2 separate regions of the Sus scrofa genome follow, and region 1 is linked to region 2. A link is a contact called in public HiChIP or PLAC-seq data. All regions are on one chromosome and are shown on one strand. The core of a region is the stretch at or near the end of the contact, and the rest is flanking DNA. Distances in the headings are between cores, read along the strand shown.

Region 1 (3,797 bases), core at 1,091-3,590, 290 kb after region 2:
TAGCTCTCTCTGAGCCAGTTTGAGGGCTGTCCTCTGGCCTTGCTTTGAATTGCATGGTCTTCTCTGTGCAAACGTTTATTTTAGTAGTCCATGTCCACTTGGTCTTACTAATGTACTGTAATATCAGATGCTTGGAGATCTCAGGGGTAGGGAGGCTAATTTTAGAGTGCCTTCAGGATAGATGATATTTCAAAATGTGGAAGGGTGTTGGTAGGGCTTACCAGGACTTACCTAACCTGGACTGCTCCATGTCAGTAGAACCTTCTTTGGTGGCTCCTTGGTGGCAGCAATAAAAAACGAGTCACTAGTTCTTAGGTAACAAAGTATAGTGATTTTTTTTCACCTTTCAAAGCAGATTAGTCATGAAGACTTAGTTATTTTTACATTTTGAAGGTTTCCGGAAAGGCAAGGGTGTTGGTGGAAATTCTTTTTTTTTGGGGGGGGGGCTGTGTCTGTGGCCTATAGAACTTACCAGGCCAGGGATCAAACCTGAACCACAGCAGTGACCTAAGCCGCTGCAGTGACAATGCCTGATCCCTAACCCCCTGTGCCACAAGAGAACTCCCAGAATTTTTTTTTTTTTTTAATTATTGAAAAGAAACCTTCATGTTGCTACTTTAAAATTGTGGCCAGAGATATTGGAGGAGGAGAGAAAAAAGAGACCATATATTTTATTTATTTACCAGTGTTCAGATCTCTAGGATGATCTCAAGTGAGAGATTTTTGGTCTCAGAAGGTGGACCCCAAAATGAAAGGAGTGGAAGTGAAGCCCTGGCTATGGTGTGGTTAAAAGAATGTGGAATGCCCTCAGTCAAGTAAGAAAGGTCGAGAGAAACAGGAGGGACTGAAACTAGGACTTCCTGGGATGCCAGAAAAGCTCTGGGAGTGGAAAGCTCTTTCCATTTTCCCCAAGCCCTAGGGAGGGAAAGGTAGATTTGGGGGTGCCACTTTGCCACGTGTTCAGTTCTTTCCAAGCTGTAAGATCCTTACTTATTTGTGGCAGCCTAGTAGTAGTAGGAAAGTGATTGGCTTCACTTGGGTCAAGTTCCTCATTTGCTCCTGGCCTCCAGTTTATCTTCAAAATGGAATTCCCTCTTTGGCGAAGGCTTAGAGACATAATGTATGTAAAACACCCAGCACGCTGCCAGGTACTCAGTGAACGGCCACCTCTGCAGTTCATTTGCAATGATCGATTAGTGGCCATCTAGTGCCTGTGGTGCAGATGGCTTGCTCCTTGCCATTTTTTTCTGCCGCCTGGCTTTGCCTTCCTAGTTTGTAGTTGTGGGATGATGATAGAGTTGGAAAGAATTGAGTGTCTTCACTCTCTCGTAAAATGTTTTATAGATGCTGTTATATTTAAGAAATATGTGCTCATTCATCTTTATTCATTCATCAAACATTTATTGAGGGCCCTTTGAGTACTTGGCACGCCTGCAGTGTGCCTAGGTGGTCGAACCCAGTGGAGGTGGGAATCTCTCTACCAGTTGTGTTAGGTTCTTTGTCTTGGTAATTGGGAGTGATTATGATGGAGATGGCGGTCCTTAATCACACTCCAATGAACCAGAGGGTGGCGAACCCTGGCCCGAGGCAGTGAGACCTGGATTCCTATTTAGATGCATGTATTTCTGCGTCTTTGTGTGTATATGTTTACAATATAATTTGCTAACTGTGTAGTTAAGGCTACTGGGGTGCATAATCTGGCAGATCATTTAAATATTTACACCGAAATATCTTGTTCTCTGTTGGTGTGAAGTAGAGTTTCCAGTTATTTTTAGGTCATTTTCATCTTAGCAACCCTGTTGGAGATGAACCAGACACACTGCTGTAAACTGTCCCCACATTTTGATCGAATTTAATAAAGTAAAGTTGAATGGTTTGGTCCCAAGAGGCCAACCAACCATCTGGTTAGCAGAAGGGTTAGGTCGAGTATTGCATGGCTGCTGAGAGGGCCACAGACCAGCCCCGATGTCCTGGTAATATGTCCAGTGGCTGCATGCATTAAGCATGGAAATGGTGCTTTCAAGTCTGCAGAGCCAGCAGTTCTGTTACCACCGCTGTGACGCAGGAGATAATTCAGCTGGGCAAGCGGCAGCGTGGGGGTGGATCTACAGTACAGGATGTGTAATGTCAACATGAAGGATTGGAGCTGGCAGAAGGAAGGGAAGCACTCATTTCATGCCAGTGCAGGAAGCCTAAAGATGCATCCCGCCCCCACACCCCCTTTGCATCTTGTCCTCTTCTGGAGCTTTCCCATGATGTGTTAAATGATTACCTTGTGCATGGTCCATGGCAAAACTTCAGCTGATTTCCTGCCTCTTTTGGAACCTGTCAGCATAAACCTAGTGAACCACATTCCACACACATGTAGGGCGGGCAGAGGCAGGAGTTAGTGGCACCGCCTGGGAGGAGGAGCCAGAGTTTTGTTAGGCAGGAGCATCTTTGCGCTTGGAGATGGAATCCCATTGTACGTCCCTTTGTGCTCAGCTCTGAGACTGGCCATCCGTTCAAAGGCTGCAATCATCTCGGCACATTGTGCTGCAGCTGTAGTTGGGAGAAGGCTGCAGAATGGTTCCAGTGATTCTGCAGAAGCTCGGCAATTACATAATTGCTATGTAACTGGAGAGAGCCATCAGGATTGTCTAGTTCTCCTGGAGAGAAAGCTCCTACAATTTGAGGGCTAGATTGTTTTCCCTTGTTAAACCTGAAGGCTGATGAGCAAGTACATCAAGCCACCAGGCTGGAACCGGGGCCTCTCAGGGGCCTGAGAGGGCACAAAATTCACAAGTACACTTGGCTGAACACTCAGTGGACTTCACAGCTGTGTTAAAGGGAGAGAGAGGGCGAGAGCAAGTCACTGACTCTTGGAAAAGTGGATTCTTATATCAGCCAAACATGATATTGGACTTGCCTCTAGTATTTGGGACTCTGTTCTGTATGCATTCAAAGCATAGAGGATTCCAGTCTCCTGCTCCCAGGAATGGGACTAGCAGAGTTGCACTTGACCACCAAGAGCCCTCTCAGTTTCTGCTGCCTGCTCAGAAGGATTTCACAGTCTCTCTCTCTCTTTTCAATTTTTTATTTTTTGCTTTTTAGGACTGCCCCTGCAACATAGGGAAGTTCCCAGGCTAGGGGTCGAATCAGAGCTACAGCTGCCAGCCTACACCACAGCCACAGCAATGTGGGATCTGAGCCTTGTCTGCGACCTACACCTCACCTCACTGCAACGCTGGATCCTTCACCTACTGAATGAGGCCTGGGATCGAACCCGCATCCTCATGAGTACTAGTTGACTTCGTTACTGCTGAGCCATGATGGGAACTCCTCGCAGCCTCTCTGAAAGCTCTTAGATGCAGATGAGTGGAAGGAGGGTGAGGCCTACCCTACCCCTCAGGCCTTTCTAAATGCGCTGGCTCCCTGGGCTTCAGACCCTGGTGCAGTGCCTGGGCAGCCTGGGGGCTGGAGCAGACTGGACAGTTTGTCTGGGAAGACCTCACAGCGAAGGAATGAATTCCTTCTTTCAGCTACCTTACCGCTTGTTTTCCCTGGTGGAGAAAATTTTGAGGTGGAGTTGGTTAGATGTAGGCGCAAGGGTTGCATTAAACCAGCGAGAGCCTCGGGCTCCAAGTCTCATCAGATACCTACCGAAGCAGTCACCTAAAATTAGCCACACCTCCTAACCCAAGTGAGGGTTTTATGTTTGTTTATGTTAAGTAGCTCTAAATTTCAGCAATCCTACCTTTCTGGGCACAGTTTTGTGGAGCTGGTAGAGTAGAAAGAGTGGTTGTTGGGGTAATTTT
Region 2 (3,488 bases), core at 225-2,724:
GCAGCGTGGGTGCCAAGATGATAGAGTATGGTTCTCTCAGGCTTACAATATATCAGACTTCATCTGTTGGAGCCATTTTAGTCCCTGTCCTGCCTTTAGCTTTGCATCACAGAGTGGAACCTCTTAGAGTGACAGATGTTTTCACAAAAAGAGCAAAGCCAAAAATGGGGGCAGGGGATGGAATCAAGAAGAGATACTGACAAACATGCCTAATGCCAACACCCACCTCTAATACAAGTAGGGAAAGGGGAGTCAGGGCCAGTCAAGGTCAGATATCAAATCAGTAAGACTAGGCATCATGTCCAGGATGAGAGAGTGAATGGAAGAAAAAAAATTGAAGGTAGGTCTGATATCAAAGTTGTCAAGATGAGACGGGTGGTGATGAAACAAGGCAAGAGAACTAGAAAGTAGGTAGTACTAGAAACATGATAACTTACATGAATAGTTTATGACCATACAGGGCTTCTCTTTAGATGGTCCCACAGCTTTAAAAGTAAACCTTAACTTGTCTTAAAGGTACAGTGCCCAAAACCCAATATCTGAGAATGCCATCTTCCCCTTTATGGAATGGCTGAGACCTATTTGCAGGGGAGGCACACCCAGTTAACTCAAATGCTTAGAACACTAGTGAAAGGTCAGGCATGCGATCAATCCCCATGAGAGCCAGTTAGGTTAGCTCTGTCTCAATGTCAGAGCTCTGCCTTCAGCCTCAGGCAGCTCTCTGAGGGAATAAATGCCATTAATCAGCAGGGGTACCAGGCAAGTTCATGAGGACTGTGCAACAAAAAAACTATTCTTTCTCCTGGAAAAGTTCTCAAAGCTCATAGTGAGTCAGCAGCCTACTCCTTGTATGAGGACAGCAGAGACTTCAGGGCTTTATCAAAGAGCATAACTACCTCATTCCTCTCCAAAGGATAGCACACTTAAGATATAATGCAATTATTTAATTCATGTTTATTTCTTTCATAATATATTTAATGATGTTGGGTTGGTTTCTGCACTCTCCTAATTAAATAACTTTGAGTTGCTCTCCTGACACTCAAGTATAAATAACCAGCCATAAACGCAGGCAGATTATTCTGCATTACCCTATCAATCTCATTCTATTTCATTTTAATTTTTGAAGAAAAGCTCTAACTCTTTTCTGTGCTAATACAAAGCACACTTTGGCAAAAGTATGACCTCTGGGATCCCAAATGAACTTGGCCTTCATTTAACCTGGAGAGATTACATCTTGGGCATTTTCAGTGTCACCATGTCTTTCTTCTTTCCATTTGCTCACCCCTGCTTAGTGAAGTGAGCTTCATCTGGTATTTTATGATTTGAGTGGGTAACTCTTCTGATTCTGAACAAAGGACCATACTTCATTCTGACAATTTGTACCCTCCAGGCTTTCCTCATGAGTGGTTCCTTCCCAACCTCTTTGGAGAATGATGGCGAAGTCTATTTATTCAGTACTCCTCATGGGTGAAGGCTCTTCCAACCTATAAATAAAACAAATTTAACTTTTACAGGGTTACTAATGCCACGGAGAGATAAACAAGTGGGCTGGCTGCCTGCTGGCTGCAGGGATTGGCCCAAGGATTTTCACAAAATAGCCCATGGCTCTTTAATATATGAAGTATCTTTTATTGTGATAAGAACTTAACCAAATAAAAATAATAATAATTCTCTGTTTTAGACTTCCTAACTAAAAATAAAAAGAGCTGAAATTGACCATATCCTGAGAATATTATGGTTGAAGGATTCATGGACACTTACTCCATTTGAAACTAGGGGAAAAATCTCCCAAGAATAAGGACTCTAGAGAAAGTTCTATTCGAGCATTGAATGTCATTTCATTGAACATTTACCACACCTTTACGGGTATGTTTAAATTGTTTCACCAGAATATGTAAGGTAATATAAGAATAAATGTAATACTATTCCCATCCTTTGATATTACTCATTAACAAAACAAATCATGTGTTTTTTTTAATGTTTCATAATCAAAAGGTAGCTATTACTATTACTGTATAATGATGAATGGAAAAGCCATTTGGAATCAGATAGACCTGGGCTCAAATTTGTGCTCAGCTAGTGAGGACCACACAACCTTGGAAAAGTTCTGCTGAAAAATGAAGATTAACAAGAACTACTTTACAAGGTTGTTGAAAAAAAATGTGTGTCACAGGTATCAACACTCAATAGGGAGTGCTCACAAATGCAGTTCCCTCTTTCCTACCCTACAAATAAAGTCATAAAATGCAGGGGAAGTAAAAGTTTAAATTTGGGGGATTCTGGAAATATTATGGGAAAAGGAAGCACTTGATCTGGGGAATGGGTAGATCCAAGAAATCACATAAATTTCTTACAAAGGTAAAAATAAGATATGGATAATTCAGGAGGAAGAGTTCCCGTGATCAAAGACCCAAATAGTGAAGAGTGATGCATCTCAATAGTAAGTTAGGAAATGAGGAAGATATAGTCTTAGAAAGAAGGATGACTTCAGCAAATGCCAGGATGTTAGATAATAATTGCAGGCATTTATAAAGAAATCGCTAGAAAAAAGTACAAAGTCGTGGGAGAAGTATGGAGGAGGAAATGAAATATTACTTACTGAATACCTCTCCATGTGCTAGGTCTGGTCTCACCTACTTCACGCACCTTATCTCGATTAACATTCAGAACAATCCTGAAATGTGAATATTAACAGACTTAGTTTCAGTTATGTGCTTAAGGTTTTACAGTTAGGAAAAGACAGAGACAAATTCAAATCTAAGCCTACATTCTATAAATTCACTCAGCCTTTTCAGGAAAATAAATTTACTGGATCTTATAATCATGTAAGCATAAGATGATAGAAGATTGAAATGGGGTTATGGCCAAAAAAGAAAAAGAGAGGAAATGCAAAGGTGGATGGAAGCATGGACATATGAGTAGAAAATGAATGAATGGGTGGTGGTAAGAAGTGTTGTGGAGGTAATGTCAATACAGTGAAAGAACTGGAAAGAATAAAGCATTAAATATAACTCTTGGTGCCAGAACATCGAGTAAAATCTGACAGGATTAATGAAGACAAAACACAGAAAGAAAGAACAAGTTACTAAAAAAGGGGGAAACATTCAGTGCTGTGACTCAAAAAAGTTTCATGGGAGTTATCTGCTAAGACATTGCTAAATGTGAATATTTTCATTAGATGCCCAGAAGTGCTTAGACAGATCAGCCATCTTGTCGCAGGGGTAGGTCTGCCAGCCAGCGATGGACAGGCAGACTACTCCCCATCCTGCAAGGGGCGGGGGACTAGGAGGAGACCTAAGTCAGTTTGTGAGCATTCACCTCACTGCTCTTATCTGGATTCTGATGGAAATAGTTAATTAGTGAAAATTTAGAACAATAAATTCTTTGTATGTTTAGCAAGCAAAAGAACAAGTTGTCTCTTTTCCCTTTTGAATTTTGTATTGGAGTCCCTTGAAAACAGAGCACTCACAAAGCACACAGTATCCAAC

Evidence for each region. HiChIP or PLAC-seq counts read pairs in DNA pulled down with a chosen protein or histone mark.
Region 1: an H3K27ac HiChIP or PLAC-seq map of skeletal muscle shows a contact between it and region 2, with 2.0 times the contacts expected there. The contact joins two enhancer-like sites.

Annotation. Positions count from the first base shown.
Region 1 is chr1:248,047,286-248,051,082 of Sscrofa11.1, forward strand. All of the region lies in intron 1 of ZNF462 (zinc finger protein 462), which reads left to right. Among named protein-coding and RNA genes, the nearest start is that of ZNF462, 20 kb to the left of the region's middle. Within about 2 kb of position 2,341, at least 28 of the 83 cell types and tissues checked have an H3K27ac peak or open chromatin away from gene starts, as enhancers often do. A contact at or near this core is called in skeletal muscle, where this site is marked.
Region 2 is chr1:247,762,342-247,765,829 of Sscrofa11.1, forward strand. No RefSeq gene overlaps it. Among named protein-coding and RNA genes, the nearest start is that of ZNF462, 270 kb to the right of the region's middle. Within about 2 kb of position 1,475, at least 2 of the 83 cell types and tissues checked have an H3K27ac peak or open chromatin away from gene starts, as enhancers often do. A contact at or near this core is called in skeletal muscle, where this site is marked.